Linked DNA regions of Danio rerio: region 1 is linked to region 2. A link is a contact called in public HiCAR-type data. All regions are on one chromosome and are shown on one strand. Each heading gives the region's core, a stretch centred on a gene start, on an enhancer-like site or on the middle of the called end of the contact. The rest is flanking DNA. Distances are from core to core; before and after follow the strand shown.

The links. HiCAR-type assays count read pairs that join an accessible place to other places.
Region 1: a HiCAR-type map of caudal fin shows a contact between it and region 2, with 4 times the contacts expected there. The contact joins two enhancer-like sites. A contact is called at or near these places in 1 of 18 Hi-C or Micro-C datasets (an unstated tissue) and 1 of 4 datasets of contacts at active chromatin or transcription factors (caudal fin).

The regions. Positions count from the first base shown.
Region 1 is chr15:42,299,580-42,303,174 of GRCz12tu, reverse strand. The region is part of intron 3 of robo1 (roundabout, axon guidance receptor, homolog 1 (Drosophila)); the gene reads left to right. Among named protein-coding and RNA genes, the nearest start is that of robo1, 240 kb to the left of the region's middle. Within about 2 kb of position 1,919, at least 9 of the 62 cell types and tissues checked have an H3K27ac peak or open chromatin away from gene starts, as enhancers often do. A contact at or near this core is called in caudal fin, where this site is marked.
Region 2 is chr15:42,156,682-42,160,298 of GRCz12tu, reverse strand. All of the region lies in intron 4 of robo1 (roundabout, axon guidance receptor, homolog 1 (Drosophila)), which reads left to right. Among named protein-coding and RNA genes, the nearest start is that of robo1, 380 kb to the left of the region's middle. Within about 2 kb of position 1,403, at least 5 of the 62 cell types and tissues checked have an H3K27ac peak or open chromatin away from gene starts, as enhancers often do. A contact at or near this core is called in caudal fin, where this site is marked.

The sequences.
Region 1 (3,595 bases), core at 670-3,169, 140 kb before region 2:
TGTTCAGAAAATGAGAAAACATGCAGCAAGCGATAGTTCTGTGGGCACAAATTCCTTGTTGATGCCAGAGGTCAGAGGAGAATGGCCAGACTAATTCAAACTGATAGAAAAGCAAAAGTAACTAAAAAAAGTAACCAATGACAGCTTCTATGCAGAAGAGTATTCCATTATGTCCACAGTGTACCCATATTCTGATGGTTACTTCCAGCAGAATAAGCTTTATGATAGCGCTTTGTCATAAAGCGCAAATCATCTCAGACTGGTTTTTTGAACATGACAATGAGTTCACTGTACTCAAGTGGCCTCCACAGTCACCAGAGCTCAATCCAATAGAGCACCTTTAGGATGTGGAGAAACGGGAGATTTGTATCATGGATGTGCAGCTGAAAAATCTGCTGCAACTGCGTGATGCTATCATGTCAATATGGACAAAAAATTTCCAGTACCTTGTTGAATCTATGCCACAAAGTATTAAGGCAGTTCTGAACGTAAAATGGGTCCAACCTGGTACTGGTAAGGTGTACCTAATAAAGTGGCCGGTGAGTGTGTATTATATAAGCAAATATGAATATCTAAATTTATTTACATAAAGCATGTTTTCCGATAGTTTGACAACTCATCACATCTGCAGGTTTACATGTCAAACATCCCGAAATAAAACAAAACAACTGCTTTCAAGTTTGTAATAATTTGTTTGAATTGTAAAATCATGAAACTTTCATGTTATGGACTCAATTTAATATTTAATTTATATTTTAAGACATAAGTTAAGTGTATAAAGTGAAAAAAACAACATAAAGAATGACTGTTAGCTAATTCTGCTTGGAAAAAAAAAGCTTTCATAAGAACGACTTGTTCAACGATGTCAAACGTATGTTTTGGGAAATGAATTTCGATTAAAATAATTAATCCAATTTGCCAAGCCAATCCCCCAGACTGAATTTGCCTCACTAACAGCTTTTGAAGGGTTATCAGAAGCCAAGCAGAACAAATTCTGTGTTCACGAGGCTTTGTTCGCCTTGTTCTCAGATATTTGAGGTCTGCACAACAATAAAAGCCCTAATAGTATAATGCTAGTGCTGTCTGGCTCCTAGCCAAACAGATCCTGCCATAATCTGTGAACTGCTCTTACACCTATTGTTATCGCTAACTGAAACAAAGGATTTTGGCTTGGCATTAGAGCCCTCGCAAGAGAAACCGTTCCGCACGCTCGGATTGCGGGTTGGCCTGCGCTTTGCTGATGTAAGACAAGCTGTCTGGCGTAGGTCCCTGGTGTGGGCACTTCTGCTGCTATGCTAAGGATTATTGCAACTCTGCGTTCCTCTGGCTGTATATCACTTTGAAAGCTTGCGGCATCGCAGCTAATTTTCAGACTTGATTTTTTTTTTGTTTTCCTCCCCTACTTTCAGTCTTGATGATAATAATTATTGCCTTAATAATTGCTTTCTCATGCTGCTCGTCCTTGGTGGAAATACCCAAATGTTAACTTTGCATGGTTGCCATATTCCTTCGACCGCGAGAAATGAGTCAACACAGACACTTTTTAAGCTTTGTGGCACCCTGCAATTTATTTATAAAAATAAACCAGCCATTAGGCACACATCCCGGTGCATTTAGCCGCATTTAAGCTACGTCTCATTCCAGTGATCCTGACGTGAGGAACATGTTTGCTTGGCATGCATGCTACAAACTGCGAGGTTTTTGATGCACATTGGATGGAATAGCTTGCCGCTTTCTCAACGATGATTGGCAGCGTTTAGTCTGCAGCACAGAAATCTGTATATGTGGCTTAAAAGAGGGATTTTAATTGAGAGGAATATTGTCAGCCGCATTGAATCGGCATCCTCGGGGGACGAATGACATTCACAGGAGCTCCCGAGTAATTACGGGCAGACAGGAAGTTGCGTGTTGTAAATGTGTTCCTGCTTCTTTTATGTGTTCTCAAGCAACTGGAGAGGGAACAGATGGTGTCGTGCCGTCTCAGACGTGGCCGCGTAGTTTTGATGCTCGCCAGGGTTGAGTGTCAGTCTTCAAAGTGCTGGACGTCTGGACTTTAAAAAGAATCCGCAGCTCACAGTTTCAATCTCTCTGAATAATCCACAAAAGAATTGCGGTCGTAAAGTTATAACAGTCATAAAGAGTCGGCGATTCAATATCACTGAGGCACAGAATGATGCGCTCATCAGATTAGCTGGAATTCCCCGGTCCTATCAGCTGTTTGACATCAGGTTTGAGCAATCCTTCGTGCAAAGTCTCCTTTACGGGGTTGAAATATTAACCGTTCGCACGCCAACCTGTAATCATATTTGTGTGGCCCAGTAGCGAACCCTGAGGCACTCCTGTCCTTGTCATGTACGGTTCTTCCGAAAACCGTTATAATAAGCCGTAAGCCATCAGATAAGTGTAACTCCTATTACACTGCAATCTCATCTGCCATCTCCTGAATGATATTTAAAAGGCGTTCAACTTTTTTTTCCCCCTCCAGCCTCCTTGCCTGCATTGCTTATGTTTCTGGCAAACTTACAAAGATTGTTTTTTTTCTGTCTTGGCGTGGAGCCCTGAGTGCCATATTCATCTACAAGCTTATGGTGCCAAGTGAAGGCTCGGGTCAAGTTTTCTCCCCTATGAGAGGTGAAGTTGGAGCAGAGAATATGCAGAGAGGAAGCTTGACCTTGGGAAAACTTTGATCTGCAGTTAAATAGTTTTAGTTTTTGAGTATATGCAGTACAGTAGGCAAAATGGAAATAGCCCTCGGCTAGGTCTACAGTTTGTTAAACATATACTCCAGAAGTTGTGACTAAGAATAGACTGAGTGATTAAACTACAGCCTTGTAATGTCTGTGAAATTAGTATGTATTGGTTTATTTAGGGAAAAAAAAGTCCTATGAATACGTTAAATTAATGCCTCTTTAATTATTGAATCAATTTGTTTGATTCTGTCTAAACTTTTATTTAGATCACTGAACTGAACCATGGGGGCAAACACACTGACTTTTCTATCAGTTAAAATAAATTAAATTATTATAAATTGATGAGCCAGACTCATTGTCATCCAGGTAAAATAAAATAAAACAAAATTTAATTAAATATTAGATGATAAAAAAAACTGAATTAAAGTCATTGTTATATAGGAAAAATATAATAAAAAGAATAAACTAAAAGAAAAATTAACTAAGTTAAATTAAAATATAGTTATTGCTTATAAAATCAAACAAAATAATAAAATATTTTATTTATAAAATATATATAATATGTGAAAAAAAACGTAATCGGAATATCTGGCAAATTAAACTAAATTAGTAAAAAATATTGGGGTTGCATATGAAACTTTTTTTAAAACTGAGTCAGACTCAATGTTATGTGGGTAAAATAAAATAAAACTAAATAAAATTGAATATTACATTTGAAAAACAGAATCCAAGTTATTGTTATATGGGTCAAAATAAATAAATAAGATTCAATTAAATTCTTTCCCAGAGATGGGTTGCGGCTGGAAGGGCATCCGCTGCGTAAAAACTTGCTGGATAAGTTGCCGGTTTATTCCGCTTTGGCGACCCCGGATTAATAATGGGACTAAGCTGAAAAGAAAATGAAT
Region 2 (3,617 bases), core at 154-2,653:
AAATAAAAGTTTTTAAATTAGGTTGATATTTATTGATGCATTCACAAATAGATAATATAAATCAATGTCTATTTCATTTTGAATTATAACTATATAATATTATAACTATATAATATGTAATAATATTTAAAATATATAATATTTAATATGTAATTATTATTTAATTTAATATGTAAATTGATAATATTGTGTAAAATATCTATTATTTAATAATATTTATTATGACATTTAAAATTAATAATAATTTGTTTTATATTTAATACTATTTAAAATATATATTTAATACTAATTTATACAATATTTAATAATATTTAATTATAACTATATAATGTTAAAAAATATACTTTGTTTATTATAAATGTAAATTTAATGAATAAATAAATAGTTTAAAACATTGTGTGCAAAAGTTTTTAAATTAGATAGATATTTATTGATGCATTCACAAATAAATTATATAAATAAATACGTTTATTAAATTATAAATTATAAATATATAATATTTCATAAAAATTATATTTAATAACATAAAAAATATGTAAAGTTTAATATTTAATAATCATTTTCTATATTGTTCAATGTATTAATAATTTATATAATATGTATTAATATTTAATTATAGATAAATGTTTAAATATGATATTTGTTTGTTATAAATATTGTATAATATATAATAAATATGAGTAAATAAAGAAAGACATAATTGATGGGTTGACATAAAAAATATACTGTAAATTGTATTGCAATTTATAATTTTATTTATTGATAAGTAAATAAAAAAGACCTAATAGATAGCTTGTCTATTATTATTTTTTTTAAATAAAAAGATAAGATAAGAAAGAATTGCTTGCATCTAATGCATTTCAATAAGAAAATGATCTTTTTTGCTTTAAAATGCTTTCATTAAGGCTTATAATTAACCCTAAATATATATTATTTAAAGAGTAAAACAGGATCTTAGCCTTGAGAGCTTAATCAATGTGTCTGCAAATATCTTGTCATACTTGCCATATTCCTGCAGTAGTTCACAGTAGAGCTGGATATAATTACAATAAACCTCAGAATCTCGCCTGGGAGCGTGTTTAATATGGAGATGACAGATGAAAAGCTGTAAAATGCATTTCTGTAACCCACAGAGGAGACGTAGCTGAACAGTTTTCACCTCTCTCCGATTAGCCGTACAGCTTTGCTCCTCTCTGTTGTTTTTTGTTTGGGTTGACCTGTGAAATCTCCTCCCTCCGCCACCAAGTGCTCCGCAATTAAAACCAACAAATTAGCCATGTTTCTCGACTCTTTCCACAAAACTGCTTGGCAAGCAGCCAACAAAACCAGTCGAGGAATGCAGTGGAGATATTACTCATTTTGATTTGCTTTTCAGGCATTTCATAGTTTGTTTGCGTCCTCCGTTTCCGACAGAGAGTGAGAGAGAGAGCCGTCCCCCGAGGCCAGAACACGCAGTTATTTCAGGAGCGCTCCGGGTGGGAATTATTCATCTTTCCAGAGGAGAATCAGCATATTTTGCCCATTCATCTTCTGCGCTAAAAAGCGTGCCGGCCTCATCCGTCACGTTAGACGGATTCTGTGCAGTAAATGAGCGGCGGGAAGACCAGAGAGAGAATGGAGGGAGGGGGTGTATGACAATATTGCCAACTTTGTCTCTGAATTTAGGGTTAAAAGTAAAAAAAAAAAAAGATTCTCACTGACAAATAAGCAAACAAATAAATTAAATAAATATGATTGGTGGATATCTGGCTATTAAATAAACAAAGGAAGGAAGGAAGGAAGGAAGGAAGGAAGGAAAGAAGGAAGGAAGGAAGGAAGGAAGGAAGGAAGGAAGGAAGGAAGGAAGGAAGGAAGGAAGGAAGGAAGGAAGGAAGGAAGGAAGGAAAAAGGAAGTCAAATCAATAAGTAAGTCAAATCAATCAATTAATAATTAATCAATAAAATAAATCTCAATGTTATTAGATTAAGTGAAATAAGTTAATAAATAAATAAGTCTAAATGAATAATTTAAATAAAGAAATAAATGAGTCGTCAAATAAATAAATTAGTAAGTCAAATAAATAAATGAATAAGTCAAATAAATAAGTCAAGTTAAGTGTATTAATTAATTAATAAGTCAATAAATAGGTCAAATAACTAAGTAATTTAAATAAATAAATCAAATAAAGCAATACAAATATTTGGTCAAATAAATAAATGTCAAATAATTAGGTGAAATAAAGATAAATAAGTTAAATAAGTAAAGATAAATGAATCAATCAGTCAATCAATAAATAAATGAATAAATCAAATCAAATAAATACATAAATAAACAAATAAGTAAATATGAATGAATAAATAACTAAATTAATCAATAAATGTCAAATAAATAAGTTAAATAAATAAATAAATAAATAAATAAATAAATACACCATAAAGAAATAAACAAGTCAAATTAAATAGTCAATAAGTCAAATAAATCAATAAATGTCAGATAAATAAGTCCAATAAATCAATAAAAAATAGGTCAACTAAATCAATAATTAATTAAAATAAATAAATAACTAAATAAAAAAGATTGGTGGACATCTAGTTATTCAGAAATAATCAAATAAGAAAGAAAGAACGAAAGAAAGAAAGAAAGAAAGAGAAAGAAAGAGAAAGAAAGAATCCAACCTACCTACCTACCTACAGTACCTACCCACTGGCTTCAGTGTTTTTATTTGGCAGTAAAACTTAAGATAAAGCTCCAAACAAGGTCTCTGTACAATCATCGTAGTCTGTTGTTTTCCACCACGGCACAAATGAAAGTGACGAATTTGTGGGTGTTCCCAGCCGACCAAGTCTAAAGCACAAATAATGTCATTGAGCTTTGCTGGCATTTAATACGCATTACATGGAAACATAAAAGAAATTGTAATATCTCACCTGAAGATAGTCTGGTTTCCCTTTTAGATGGTTTAATAAAATATCCCACCCATTTAGGAATTATTAGAGAAAAAAATAATACAAGGAGATCATGTATTGGATGATCTCATAGGCCTAATAGAGAATGATTCAGCCACTATGGCACAGTTAGCAACTCAAAAAAAGGTATGTATTTGTATGTGTGTGCATGTGCATGTGTGTGTTGGAGGAAATCATCTAGTTTTGCCTCGGTTGACCTCAGTGTTGTAGTTGCAGGCTCTGTGATGATGTCATCATGTCATGTTGTGATGTTGAACAGCTCCATTACCAGCAGAGCTCACGCCTGGGTGAATGTGATTACAAGAGATGCAAAACAAACCCACCTGAGGACGTGGAGGGGCTTTTTCGACCTGCGTGAAACCGATCCCTTCCCCCAGCACACACACACACATACAGCTGTGAGATATATGTGTGTGTACAATATTTGGCCTCTAGTGAACAGTCTACACAAGTCTCTGCTTTCTAGTATCAACTTAATTGGCTGTAGTGTATGTGTGAGAATGTATGGTTATTTCCCAGTACTGGGCTGCTGCTGGTAGGGCATCCACTATATAAAACATATGCTGGAATAGTTGGCGATTCATTCCACTGTGGCCGAAGGAAAATGAATGAATGAAAATTCCTGCAAATACTGTGATACATTGTACCATTGTTTCAGACGTTTGCTGGTG